Regions from separate parts of the Sus scrofa genome. Here region 2 is linked to region 1. A link is a contact called in public Hi-C data. All regions are on one chromosome and are shown on one strand. Each heading gives the region's core, a stretch centred on a gene start, on an enhancer-like site or on the middle of the called end of the contact. The rest is flanking DNA. Distances are from core to core; before and after follow the strand shown. Region 1 holds the start of PYGL (glycogen phosphorylase L). Region 2 holds the start of TMX1 (thioredoxin-related transmembrane protein 1).

Region 1 (6,790 bases), core at 3,042-5,541:
CTAGGGGTCGAATCGGAGCTGTAGCTGCCAGCCTACGCCAGAGCCACAGCAACGCCAGATCCAAGCCGCGTCTGCAACCTACACCACAGCTCACCGCAACGCCGGATCGTTAACCCACTGAGCAAGGGCAGGGACCGAACCCTCAACCTCATGGTTCCTAGTCGGATTCGTTAACCACTGCGCCACAATGGGAACTCCGTGTTTTTTTTTTAATTATTTATTTATTTACTTTTTGTCTTTTTTTTGCCACCCCTTTTCTGACAGAGGGCAGCTTATACTTTTCTTGTGAGGTCTGGACGATGTGCTCAGCTATTTGCAAAGGCCATTTCATCAGGGTAGCCACTGGGAAGCTGCAGCTGAGAAACAGCAATAACACAGGCCATCGTTGCCAAGGCTGGTGTAAACGAGATGTGGGCAACTTTAGCCTAATACTTTTACAGAGAACCACTGCTTCCAGTGTTACCAGTCAGGCAGAAGCTGAAGGAAAAGTTTTTAAAGGTAGTAATATTCTTAGTCAAGCAACTTAATCTCTCAGGCCTCGGTGTTCTAGACCAGTACAGAACGATCAGATGTTAGATTCTGAAGGGACCTTGGAAAACATAAACTCGGTGTTTCCCAAACTTCAGTTAAATTTGTACATTTTTAGGCAACCCATGATGATAATTTTTCTTTAAGTAAATTCACTTTCACTTAACATTTAAAAAGCAAAGTTTATATCAGAGTGTTAACTGGCAAAGTGTCATTTACCACAAGTGGAAGGCAATGTTATTAAATTCTAGTTAGATGCTAAAACCTGAAAAAGGTGTAGAGTCTGGACCTGCTTTCTGTTAAAAACACATATTAACAAGTATTAAAGCCACAGTAACACCAAAGACTTTCTAGAAAGACTGGAGCAGAAGTGAAAAGACTGACAATGTGCCTCACTGTCATTCAAGACTGAATCTGTGGCGCACTCCTAAGCCACTTAAGAACTCCCTTTCATGTGTGTTGAATGGTCCCTCCCCTCATGCTATGGTCTGGACAATGTATCCTTCACAGTGTTTCCGTTTTGAGGGATGTGCAACTCAGGGGCACGGTTTCACTGACTGGCTATGGAATCAAGCAAATACTGTGCTTATTAGTTCATCATTATCCTGGATTTCCAACAAGAATTTAGTCCAACTAAGTGGACAAAGGGGCTAGGATCCACCTATTCGAAACTGTCTTAGGCAAACCAAGAAACAGCAAGTTGTCTCCCATCTCTTTTGCAACCCCTAATTCCTCACCCCCCATCCAAGTACCCAGATAATTCACTTGTCTTTTGCTGCTCAGAGGTCTCCCTGGGACTAAGATCTACTCAGACCTAGCTTCCCCTCATCCAACTGCTCCACCCTATTTTCCATTTATTGAACAATTTCACACCAACCTGTGAATGACCCAAAACTGGCTTAATGCTTAAATAGAAATATTCAAGACTTAAGAGACCTGCCCTTTCAGCATCCTCTCAAACTTTACCATAGAGGCCTGGTTATTTTAAGGTCAACTTTGTGTGTGTGTGTTTGTTTGATTTGTTTTTGTTATTGAAGTATAGTTGATTTATAATATTATATTAGTTTCAGGTGTACAACATAGTGATTCAATATTTTTATAGCTTATATTCCATTTAAAGCTATTACAAAATAATGGTTATATTTCCTGTGCTGTACAATATATCCTTGCCGCTTATTTATTTTATGTATAGTAGTTTTCCTACCCTAATCCCCTCCCGCTGCTGCTCCACTCTCACTTTTGTTAGTTTGTTAGTTTGTTTGTTTTGGCTGCACCCAGGTGTAAGTTCCCAGGCCAGGGATCAAACTCATGACAGCACTAGATTCTTAACCCATTGTGCCACAAGAGAACTCCTCCACTCTTACTTTTTTTTTTTTCCTCTTGCTTTTTAGGGCCACACTCATAGCATTTGGAGGTTCCCAGGCTAGAGGTTGAATTGGAGCTGCAGCTGCCAGCTTGCATCACAGGCACAACAATGCAGGATCCAAACCACATCTGCGACCTACACCACAACTTGGGGCAACACCGGATCCTTAACCCATTGAGCAAGGCCGGTGATCGAACCTGAAACCTCACGATACTAGTTGGATTCGTTTCTACTGCGGCACCACAATGGGAACTCCTCCACTCTCAATTTTAATTTAAGATGGCCAATCCTCATCCTCGTGTCATCCTCACTGGCCTCATCCAGATGGCCAATCCTCATCCTCATGTCTCCTAAATGCTTTCCCATGCAGGTCATTAGTATTGCAGGTATTGCATGTTGTATAACTGGCAATGGACTGTTTCTAAAATGATAGCTTAATACCACTTTTTAGAAGAGGCTTCTGATATCCTACAATACCATGTGTTTGCCCTTGCCAAAGTTAAACACACATACACACCCAAATAAATACAACAAAGTTGGAGGTGAACAGTGCAAAGATCAGCCTGTACTGCCCAGTAACACAGGCTGCTTTGTTTTATGTAAACAAGGCAAACAGCTCAGTTAGTTATCCCTTCATTTTATAGGCACACATCTTTCTCTTTTCTCCTCCCCCCCCCCCCTGTTCAGCTAAAACATAATTCAAACAAGAGGCCTAAGGTAAAAGCCCCTGCCACTTAACCAGCCTGAAGGTCCAACTCAGGACTTCTGATTCTCATTAACCTGTCTCTGCAGCTGAACAGTAGGGTATTTTGACAAGGCAAGCCTGGGTCTAAGAGTCAATAACCCCAAATTCCTGAGTCCTCAAAACCTGAACTGAAAGCAAAGGGCACCCTGGGGTTCCTTTCTGAGGTCCAGGATCCAAGATGGGAGGGGCGCCAAGGACTTAGAGGGACATTCAACAACTGAAATAAGAGTGCAGACACTCCCCCACCCCCATCCCTGCTGAAGCTTGTGGTAGAACCCACTCCAGGTGGGAAATAACAGCAATAATAACAACATAGCAAATAAATCTCTGTAAAACAAAAGTTTGCCAGCAACACGTTGTTACCCGAATGGGGTTTGCCTCTTGGTGGGTGTCAGCCAAAAGACACAGCCAAGCCAAATATGCAGATAAGGAAACAAGTAAACAGAATACCAGGGATCTTTCCCAAGCAGTATCTCTCCCAATGGCAAAATGGGGGAATTTTTTTTTTTTTTTTTTTTTTTGTCTTTTTAGGGCCGCACCCACAGCATATGGAGGTTCCCAAGCTAGGTGTCCAGTCGGAGCTGTAGCCGCAGGCCTACGCCACAGCCACAGCCACAGCAAGGCAGGATCCAAGCCGAGTTTGCGACCTACACCATGGCTCATGGCAACGCTGGATCCTCAACCCACTGAGCAAGGCCAGGGATCAAACCCACAACCTCATGGTTCCTAGTCGGATTTGTTTCCGCTGCACCATGAAGGGAACTCCAAAATAGGGGAATTTTTAAGCTATGGGTACATGCATATCAGGAAGGGGCTTGGGCTGAGAACTCAGGAAAGAAATGGGGTAAATGTAAACAGAGTCCAAGCTTTAGTTGAGTAAAGTCTGGAGGGTCAGCGTCATCATGCCATCCCCCACCTGGATGGGGGCCTTAGTTCCTGCAGAACATAAAGGGTATGGGATTGTCAATATATCTGGAACTGGACGGTTTTATTGCTGACCTCCTGTTTCTTGACCGCTTTTCATTTGTTCCTGCATTCTCTTATTTTCCTTACTATCCATAGTTACTGAGACCTATGCAAGGGCTTAGCAGCTTACATCACAAAGGGGCTTAGGCCAAAAATGCCTTCTTTTATTTCAAGAAAGCCGTGCCTGGTTCTCTTTCTCCAGGGGCTCCCTACCTTATCTGCTTACCACGCTTTCACACACTGACATACTTCTAGTACCCAAGACTTTAGAGTGAGGAGACAGAACCAATGTCCCATCCACCCGCTCCCCCGCATCGCCCCAACAGACACATAATCCACAGATCCGGAAGGGAGCCTCGCACTCTTGTGCGTCACCCAAGGTCCCACCTTCTGCCGCCAAGAGGGTTCAGCCCCTCCTGGCCACCAGCCAGGCAGGAAGGCTGAGCACGCTCGCCCTCAGACCTCAGCTACCGCCCAGCTCCGCCCAGAGCCCCGGGAGGGGCCGGCCCTCCCTCCGCTGCGCCGGACAGTCGTGGGAGCTGGAACCCGGGCGGCGCCGTGCGGAGGGGCAGACCCCAAACTTTCCTGAGACTCAAAAGCGGCCTGCGGCGCGAAGAGGCTCCGCCCCTGTCCTGCCACCCGGCGCCTTGGGAAGCGCGTCCCGCTGGCTGCGCTGCCCGCCGCCATGGCCAAGCCCCTGACAGACCAGGAGAAGCGGCGGCAGATCAGCATCCGCGGCATCGTGGGCGTGGAGAACGTGGCCGAGCTGAAGAAGGGCTTCAACCGACACCTGCATTTCACACTGGTCAAGGACCGTAATGTGGCCACCCCTCGCGACTACTTCTTCGCGCTGGCGCACACAGTGCGCGACCACCTGGTGGGGCGCTGGATCCGCACGCAGCAGTACTACTATGAGAAGTGCCCCAAGGTACGAGCCCGGCGCCGCGCGGTGGTTTCCTTGCCGCCCATGCACCGGTCGCACCCTTCCGGGGCCGCGCACTCCAGCAGCCGGCTGTCCTGGCGGCGTCCGGGGCCGTTGGGAGGAGCCCTCGCTGTGACCTCTCCTAACCCGGCTCTCGCTGCCCGGGAAGTCCAGGGCAGTGTCTGGGCGGCGGCTGGGCAGCCCGGGGGACAGATCCGGCACTCCGCTAACACCCCACCCCGAGCGTCATCTCACCCAAACCACAGCTCTGCCCGCCCCCAGGGACCGTCCCGAGTAGATGGCTAGGCCTCCCTCGCCTCTCTGCTTAAATTCATTAACTTTTTTGGTGCATCTACTCTTAAGGTTTTAATCCAGAGGTAGCTGGCGTCTCCTGGGTGCCAGGCACAGGCCCCAGATAGTAGGCCCTGAACAAAGCGGTTAATGCCTTGCCTCGGGGAAGCTCAATGTTTAGGGAGGAGAGACGAATGCAAAGATCGTCAAAGGGCAGTAGGAGCTGAGGGGGCAGGTGGGCCAGAGTTGGAGGAAGGTGCTTTGAGGACTAGGTGGCCTGCTGTAGGCACTGCCTGGGTGTGGTGGAGAGGGAGGATAGAGTTCTCCCCCATCAGAGCTCTGTCCCCACCCCTCCCCTGCTTTCCCCAGTTCCTGGGAGTCGGGCGTGGAGGACTTGGCAGCCCTTTTGTTGTTGTTTTTTGTTTTGTTTGTTTGCTTGTTTGACCGCCTCACTCGGCATGTGAAAGTTCCCAGGCCAGGGATTCATTCGGTGGCACCACAGCAGCGACCAAGCCAATGCAGTGACAACGCCATATCCCGCTGCGCCACAGAAGAACTACCTCCTGGACTGACTTGAGTCCTGCGGGGTGGAGGTGCAGGGCCAGGCTACAGACTTGCTGTAACAGGCTGTTCACAGACCACCCCTACCCACTGCGCAGGGGCTGGAGTGGACGCTGCCTCATCACGGAGGAACACTCTACCTGGCCGATCTGGGAAGGGGAAAATTGAAGAGGACTTGGCAACCAGAGGGATTGTGTTGTGCAGAGACAGGGTGAGAGAGCAGCGCTGGCAGCTGCAGTGAGGGTGGGTGTGAGTCTTGGGAGAGGAAACTGGAAACGCTGGTTGGAGGTGTATTGAAAACCGTGAAAGATGGGGTAGATCCTAGAGGCAGTCGGAAATATATGTAAACGTTTATTGGCTTTTTTTTTTTTTAATATCTAAAGCATGAAAAAGAATAGTTCATGTTCCCAGTGCTCAAAGAACCTCTGAGCAAAAGAAAGTTCTCAAAGTAGAAACTGCAGCTGTAACAAAGCTTTCAAATGGAAAGTAACTTCCTCACCCCAGAGGCCTCTACCCAAAGGTAGCAACTGCTAGAAGACATCCTTAGAAAACACTTTATGTATACATATATTTACTGTATTTTTTATTTGGATGGAGGGGACCGCACCTTACATCAAAAGTTATTTTTTGTGGCTCAGCGGTAACGAACCTAACTAGGATCCATGAGGATACCGGTTCTATCCTTGGTGTTGCTCAGTGGGTTAAAGATCCAGCATTGTGGTATAGGTCACAGCTTGGATCTTGTGTTGCTGTGCCTGTGGTGTAGGCCAGCAGTTGTAGCTCAGATTCGACCCCTAGCCTTAGAACTTCCATAAGATGCATGTGTGCCCTTGAAATAAATAAATAAATAATTTTGTAAGTTTTTAAACTGGAGGGTGAGATGATAAGCCATATTTTAGAAACTAAACCCCCACCTCCACCATACACCCACTTCCAAATCATTTAGTGCTGACACTAGAACACACTTATGTTTCTGCTCCAGGGACTTCTCTGTTACTTTAGTTTTCCTGTTCTCTTGACATTTTTCTGCACTGGGCAGGCCTTTCCTACTTGAGTGCAGGTATAAGCCAGGTATTCTGATAGTGATACTGGTGAACAGGATCCATTCCATACGTGTTATTAATGTGTCTACTCTGTGACAGCCACTCATGTAACAGAAGGTCCCCGCCCTCGGCATAGAGGGGAGTCAGTAGGTGTGTGCTAGCTTCTCTCCCACCTCTTTTGTTCTCTAGTAACTGCAGATGAATCCCACATCTGGATTTCTAGTCTGAATTCCTTTTCAGACTCTATTCCTACATTGGTAAGTGCTCAGTGAATATACCTAAATTTCCCCTTATTTCCTTGAACTCAACGTTTTTAACAACTCAACGTTTTTAACAACTCAAATCATCATCCCTTCCAACCCTGCCCT
Region 2 (7,056 bases), core at 4,346-6,845, 230 kb before region 1:
TTCCAATAAACTTACTGAATATAATGCTCTTTAAACACAATCCAGAACAGAGGCCTACTATTCTGATTAAAGTATGATGCATCTTTCTCCATAACTACAGAATCTTCAAATACTTACTGATAAATAGTAGGAAGAGCAGTTATGATAAATCGTCCACTTAGTCCTACGAATGATAAAGAAAGACTAGAAATAAATACAAGAAATAACACACAACAGGTTTTATATGGGACAATTACTTACTATTTAAAGTTGATTCTATATAATTTAGATACTAATAGGCAAAGAATATGAAATTATACCTAAAAATAGTTGAGTTTTATAACATAAACAATGAAAGAAATTCCAATTATGTACTTAAAGCGACTTAAAATCTACTAAACATTATCTCAATTTAAAAGTATGTAAAGTCTGGAGTTCCCATGGCGCAGTGGAAATGAATCCAACTAGGAACCATGAGGTTGCAAGTTTGATCTCTGGCCTTGCTCAGTGGGTTAAGGATTTGGTGTTGCCGTGAGCTGTGGTGTAGGTTGGACCTGGCGTTGCTATGGGTATGGTGTAGGCCAGCAGCTGAAGCTCTGACTATATCCCTAGCCTGGGAAACTCCATATGCCACAGGAGCGGTGCTAAAAACCAAATAATAATAATAAAAAGTATGTAGAGTCTGAATATCGAACACATTTGTGAATGTATATATAAACATTTGATCAAGTATACTACAATAAGATTACTGCAAGGAGTCACAAGATAGCACAATATAATGAGTTTTAAGTCTAAAATTATATGAAATTGAATTTGATAATCAAGAAAAAATGAAGTTTCTAAGGTGTGATTACAAGTGGAAACTATTATGAATCTTTCATTAGGTTGGCAATGTCATTATTAACCCTAGCATTATTCACCATGTGTTAAACACTAAAATAACTAAGGAATAATTTATGCCTCAGTTTTCTTATCTGTCAAATGAGGATATTACCTCTCCCACAAGGTAAGAACTATTAATGCAAAACATTTGAAGCAGTACCTCTAATAAGTGCTCACCAAGTATTAGCAATTATTACCATTTGGGATAAGGGCAGTCAAGAATCCAGGTTTACTGTGACCAAGAACAGGTAAGATGAGGCTGGTCTAAGAAAGAAGTAGCCATAAGGACAGGGCCTGCTACTTGTCCAGGGGGCTTTGTAATTAAGAGCTCATGATGACAAATCAGTTAATGATTACATGTGGAACCCAATTAAAGAGATTCACCTCCCTTGTCAGGGAATTTTACCCTGGCTCTACAGAGAATCTCAACCACATGATCCTTATTCTGAAGTCTGCTATAGATGCAAATGTTCGGTTGACCAATGTCCATCTGGACCACAATGTCCCATGGCTTCTCAGAGACATCTTACGTACTAGTCTGGGGCTGGGGATGCAAAGGGGAAAAGATCAGAGGCAGTTACGTGGGGAAGAATGGAGGGAGGAAGATGCCCCCAAGGTCGCTTAGAGTGATCCATGCCTGCTGTGGCTCAGCAGAAACGAACCTGACTGGTATCCAGGAGTACTCAGGTTCAATCCCTGGCCTCGATCAGTGGGTTAAAAATCCGGTACTGCTGTGAGCTGTGGTGTAGGTCATAGATTCGGCCCGGATCCTGTGTTGCTGTGGCTGTGGTGTAGGCCACCAGCTACAGCTCCAATTTGACCCCCAGCCTGGAAACTTCCACATGCTTCACCCGCGGCCCTGAATGAAAAAAAAAAAACAAAACTAGTGAAAGTTAAGAGTTAAGACCGTTTAACGTGGAAAAAGGAAAAACAGATCATCTCGAATTGCAAAAAAAAACTAACCAGACTTACAGTACCTGGCTGCTCTGTGACATCTACTTTTGCAACATTAACCTCGAGATCTTCTCCCCATTCAGCAAAACTTTCCCATTCTGGTTGAAGGTTCTGACAAGCAGGACACCATGGAGCATAACTAAAAAACATAATTTTTTTTAAACATTCTAATAATATTGGGATAAAAATGCTAATATGCTTAACATAAAGAATATACTAAAAACAAGATAGCAAAGTGGCTAATTTTATAAAGATGAAAAGGTTTTAAGTGCAGGTCTAACTCTCTGGAAATCAAGAATTATGAACTGATAATGCTAATCACAGAAAAGTAATTCTGAGAATTAAGACACAAGGACTTTTTCACGTGCAAAACAGCTCCTTAAGAACCTTTGGATTTATGGAGTTCCCTTTGTGGCTCAGTGGTTAATGAACCTGACTAGGATCTCTAAGGATTCAGATTAGATCCCTGGCCTCGCTCAGTGGGTTAAGGATCCAGCGTTGCTGTGAGCTGTGGTGTAGGTCGCAGACGCAGCTCAGATCCCACGTGGCTGTGGCGTAGGCCGGCAGCTGTAGCCCTATTAGACCCCTAGCCTAGGAACTTCCATATGCCGTTAACTGCAACCTAAAAAGCAAAAAGAAAAAAAAAAGAAAGAAAGAAAAGAAAAAAGAAATTAAAAAAAAACTTTGGATTAAGAAAAAAGAAATTAAAAAAAACCTTTGGATTTCTCTATGAAACTGTATCCAGAAAGCTCCAAGTCAAATCTGGAGTTCATCAGTTTTAATAATTTTATGTGCAGGAGTCACAAATGCAACGTGCTAATAGAAGAAAAAAAGGAAGCACCCAGGGCTATGGTAAATAGGAAACACATGCCCCCTCCTACAAAGGAAAATGACAGTCAACAGGGAACTACTGGCCCAGTCCAAATTAAAAGGAGCTGAAAAAAATCTTCATTTTTATGTAAAAATGTTACCCAGAACTTAACCCAGACACAAACACTAGGCAGGCCAAAAAAAATTCTTAGGCCAGAACTTGGTCAACCTCAGATTTACAAATCTATGGCCAAACATACTAGCTTTTTATTTACTCTTTTAGTACTTAGTCTTTAGAGGCCCTGAATCTTTCCTAGGATTTGATTTTTCTCGTTTTATAATTATCTCATAATTTAATGGAACCAGGCTTTTTTTTGGAACCAGGAACCTACACCTGTTAAAAATATGAGTACAGTTTCTGTAGTTCATTATACTTTCTTCACTTATTTTATGGAAATAAAACTCCCAAAAGTTATAGGCAATGTGGAACAAGACTAGTACTGTCCACAAAAGGCAAAATCTCTAAAAAAATGTATTACAAACAAATCTCTCTGTTAAAAAAAACTCCTGATCAGGAGGGATTTAACGTAGACAATCTAACTTGTAGTAAGAACAGACAGCATTAGAAACCCTTGACCCTTTTTCATGTTCCTTTTGTTTCTTAGGTGCTTTTAAAATACTTAACCTCATATAAATTATGGACATGATGAGGAAAGAAAAGAAAAAAATACTATGGTATACTCTAATTTCACACAGATATTCTAATTCAAAAACCCTACTACTTCACTTTTGATTACTACTATATTGATATAGTTTGATCCAGTGAGTTAATAAAAATCTCCTTGAGGAGTTCCCGTTGTGGCGCAGTGGTTAACAAATCCAACTAGGAACGATGAGGCTGCGGGTTCAATCCCTGGCCTTGCTCAGTGGGTTAAGGATCCGGCGTTGCCGAGAGCTGTGGCGTAGGTTGCAGACGCTGCTCGGATCCCGTGTTGCTGTGGCTCTGGAGTAGGCCGGCATCTACAGCTCCGATTAGACCCCTAGCCTGGGAACCTCCATATGCTGAAGGAGCCCCCCTAGAAAAGGCAAAAAGACAAAAAAAAAATTAAAAATTTAAAAAAAATAAAAATCTCCTTGAGTAACACTCGAATGTATTTTGCACATTAGTTCATAATTACTATTGCTTAACACATTATTTATGAAACTGTGAACATTTTATGGAGACAAGCTAAAACAAGTTACCGAGGACAATGAAACCAAATGCTGTCCCTGGTTATGTTTCCTCTCCTCTGTAGCTCCAAGGGTGCCTGAAAATTCATTTTACTGAGTTATAAACTATATGCATACTACATAAACATTTCTCCTATTTTGTCCTTCACATAAATGATCTATGCTTGATTTAATGACTGAAGAGTTACTGATTTGGCCTTCTGGGATGTATACTTTCACCTTCCTCCTTAACTAGCAACCCAATCACAGAAGAAAACACCCACCTGAACCCAGTTAAAGAAGGGGGCTGTTCTACAACATCAACATAATTAAAGCTTTTTAGGTACAGCTTTTCCTACCTGTAAAGTGTAGGAAATAACAAGTATCTTGTAGAATTTGTAAAGAATTTAAGTATGACAAGGCATATGACGTGTTTACAGGTGTCTAGTACACAGTTAACACTCAATAATGGTGTTTTTCACTAATATCACTAATACCATTAGTATCAATAATACTGTCACCACCATTACCAATTTAGTGACTAAAGCAAAGGCAGATAGTTTACTACCTACCAATGCATAAGGGACATGATCATAATGGAATCACCAGACACATGATTTTATTCAAACAATAAATGACGACCTGACACTCTTTTAAGAGTTTATAATCACTCACAATTAATTTTCTTTTTTAAATGCAATACCACTTAGAGAGACATAAGAGTAACAACCTAGGACATTCAGTACTTTGCAAAAACACACACCCAAAGGAAAAATGAGATGTGGGCAAAAAGAAAAGCGAACACACACACACGCCCGATTCATAAAATTTAAAATAAACTAAAAAGACCTCAAATTCTAACATTCTAAGTGGACTACTTTTTAAGGACAATTAGACAAAAGGAGAGGAAAGGCTGCAACTCAATTTCCTCTTCTGCAGTTTGGTAAAAATAACTCTGGAAGTCTGTAAGACTCACAAGAAAATCAATGTATAGCAACTAGTCAGACTAACCTCCCCATCCCCAAAAACCTTGAAGAAAAGTTGAGAGAATTCAAAGCTGAAAGCAGCCTCTACATACACCGCAGCCCTAGCAACCAAACTAGGGTGCACACTTCAGAAAAAAAAACTTAAAAGTATTACCCGGTCGCAAACGAAGGGGTGGGATGAAAGCAGCCGAAGATCCCAAGAGTTAGGGGATTCCGAGCAGTCGGGGGCTCCCGTGCCGCGGCTCGGAGCCGCAGCGCCGAAGAGCCTAGGACGCTCGGGAGAGGAAGGAGAATGAAGTCGGGGCTCCAGACTAGGATCCAGTACCCCGGCCCACAGAAGGGCCCCCAGACCACCGTCCCGCACTCACAATTCTATCATCCACTCTCCTTCCAGCAACTCTTTCCAGTTCTCGTCGGTGATGATGCGCACGTCGCTCCGCCGCCCGTGGGTCCAGGGAGCCTCCCACAGCAACAGCAGCAACACCGCCAAGGGGACCATAGGACTCCCGGAGGGCGCCATGTCCGCCGCTCGCCCTCCCCACAGCAAGCGCTGCGGCCCCCACCTTCGCGTAACCTCTCCTCACTTCCGTCCGTGCGAGCTCATCTGCTCGTGCGCATGAGCGCGGCGAGGCTCGCGCGCGCGCCTTGAGGACTCTCAATGCGCATGACGAGACCAGGTCTCAGTGGGTTGGTTTAGCAGCGAAGGAGCGCGCCTATTCCCTAGTGCGCATGACAAAAAAGCATTCCCTTCCTTTCTGCTTTTCCCGAATATGGTGTCGGAAGAGAGGCGGAGGGCGTGGTGTAGAAAGTGGGGTGGGACTTCGGAGAGAACAGCTTCAAAGTCTGCGGCAGGATTTTGGCGCCAAAAGTTTGGCGTTTATACTAACTTAAGGCGATTGGTAAGTCTATGCTAAAGCAGTTTCCGGCTAACTGCCTGTCAGGGTTTTCTTTTTTTTTTCCTTTTGAAAAATTTTGTAGGACAGTTAATGGATGTTTGTATGAGTCAGAAAGTTTAGTGCACTTTATGCACTTTAGGGTATATGTTGTCCCTCTTTTTTTTTTCTTTTTTTGGTTTTGGGTTTTTTTTTTAATGCAGTAGTTACAGAGAGGATAGATCAGAAATTCAAAATGGAGCAAGACACAGAGGCTGCTTGTAACAGATATTTCAGATTTTTTCCTTAAGCATCTGTAAATACAAATCAAAATGTGCACTGAGTTTGGTATTAATCAGTCAAATGAAAATAATTGCATTTACACCTCCTCACTTCATATTCTCTCCTAAACTCAATCCAATTGACTGATTCCTCCCAATCCCCACCCTTCCCTGAAAGGCCTTTTCTAGGACATTAGTAATTTGCATGTTAACATTCATCTTACTTGACTGCCAGCAAGCATTCTGTCACCACACCCTCCTTGAAATGGGTTATGTGGTACCTCATTTGTTTTTTTGTTTGTTTTTCCTCCTTCCTCACTAGCTGCTCTTTCTGAAACGTCTTGGCTGGTTCTCCTCTACTAATTTCCAGACATTGACTGGCCCCTGGATGCTGTACTGGCCCCCCTCCTCTTAATCTCAAACTTCTCCAGGTGACCTCACTTCTGGCTTTAAAAAGCATATGACTGTCATTTCCAGCCCTGACCTTTCTGGGAACTTCAGACCTGTATCTTGTTTTAAAAACAACAACAACAAAATTCAACCCAGTAAATTTAAAGATCTATTTGTCATAAGTCAGGCACCATTCCATCTGGCAACTAGAAGGGCTCTCCAAGAGGTTATACAATGGAAGGCTTTTATAGGAAGAAGGGTGAGGCAAAGGAGTTCTTGGCGAGAGAAAAGAAAGGATTATTTTTTAGGACTTTTGAGGGGAAGGGCACTGGCAAGGGCTTTATCGGTATAGATTCCTCTTCTTTAAATCTCTGTTTGCTGTCATGGGAAGCAAATGATTCCATTTTTTAACAACATTAAACTCTTTGCTGGACATCTCTTGGATATCTTATAGGGAGCTTAAACATAACAGGATCAAAAAAAGTTTCGATTCTCCCTCTTCAGGTCTTCTCAATTAAGAGCCTCAAGGTTGTAAATCAACTATATTTTAATAAAAAATAAAAATAGGAGTTCCCATCATGGCTCAGTGGGATAGTTAACAAATCCAACTAGGAAGCATGAGGTTGCAGGTTCAATCCCTGGCCTCGCTCAGTGGGTTAAGGATGTGGCGCTGCCGTGAGCTGTGGTGTAGGT

The links. A called contact is a pair of places that touch in the nucleus more often than the background predicts.
Region 2: a Hi-C map of liver shows a contact between it and region 1, with 4 times the contacts expected there. The contact joins the promoter of TMX1 here to the promoter of PYGL in region 1. A contact is called at or near these places in 1 of 5 promoter capture datasets (liver), 5 of 47 Hi-C or Micro-C datasets (liver, skeletal muscle and subcutaneous adipose tissue) and 2 of 2 datasets of contacts at active chromatin or transcription factors (alveolar macrophages and skeletal muscle).

Annotation. Positions count from the first base shown.
Region 1 is chr1:180,701,625-180,708,414 of Sscrofa11.1, reverse strand. It overlaps PYGL (glycogen phosphorylase L), which reads left to right and starts at 4,291. Exons shown (of 21, transcript NM_001123172.1): 1 at 4,291-4,533. The coding sequence starts at 4,291.
Region 2 is chr1:180,932,217-180,939,272 of Sscrofa11.1, reverse strand. TMX1 (thioredoxin-related transmembrane protein 1) reads right to left here and starts at 5,595. Exons shown (of 8, transcript XM_001928249.4): 1 at 5,189-5,595; 2 at 1,839-1,954; 3 at 118-163. The coding sequence starts at 5,340.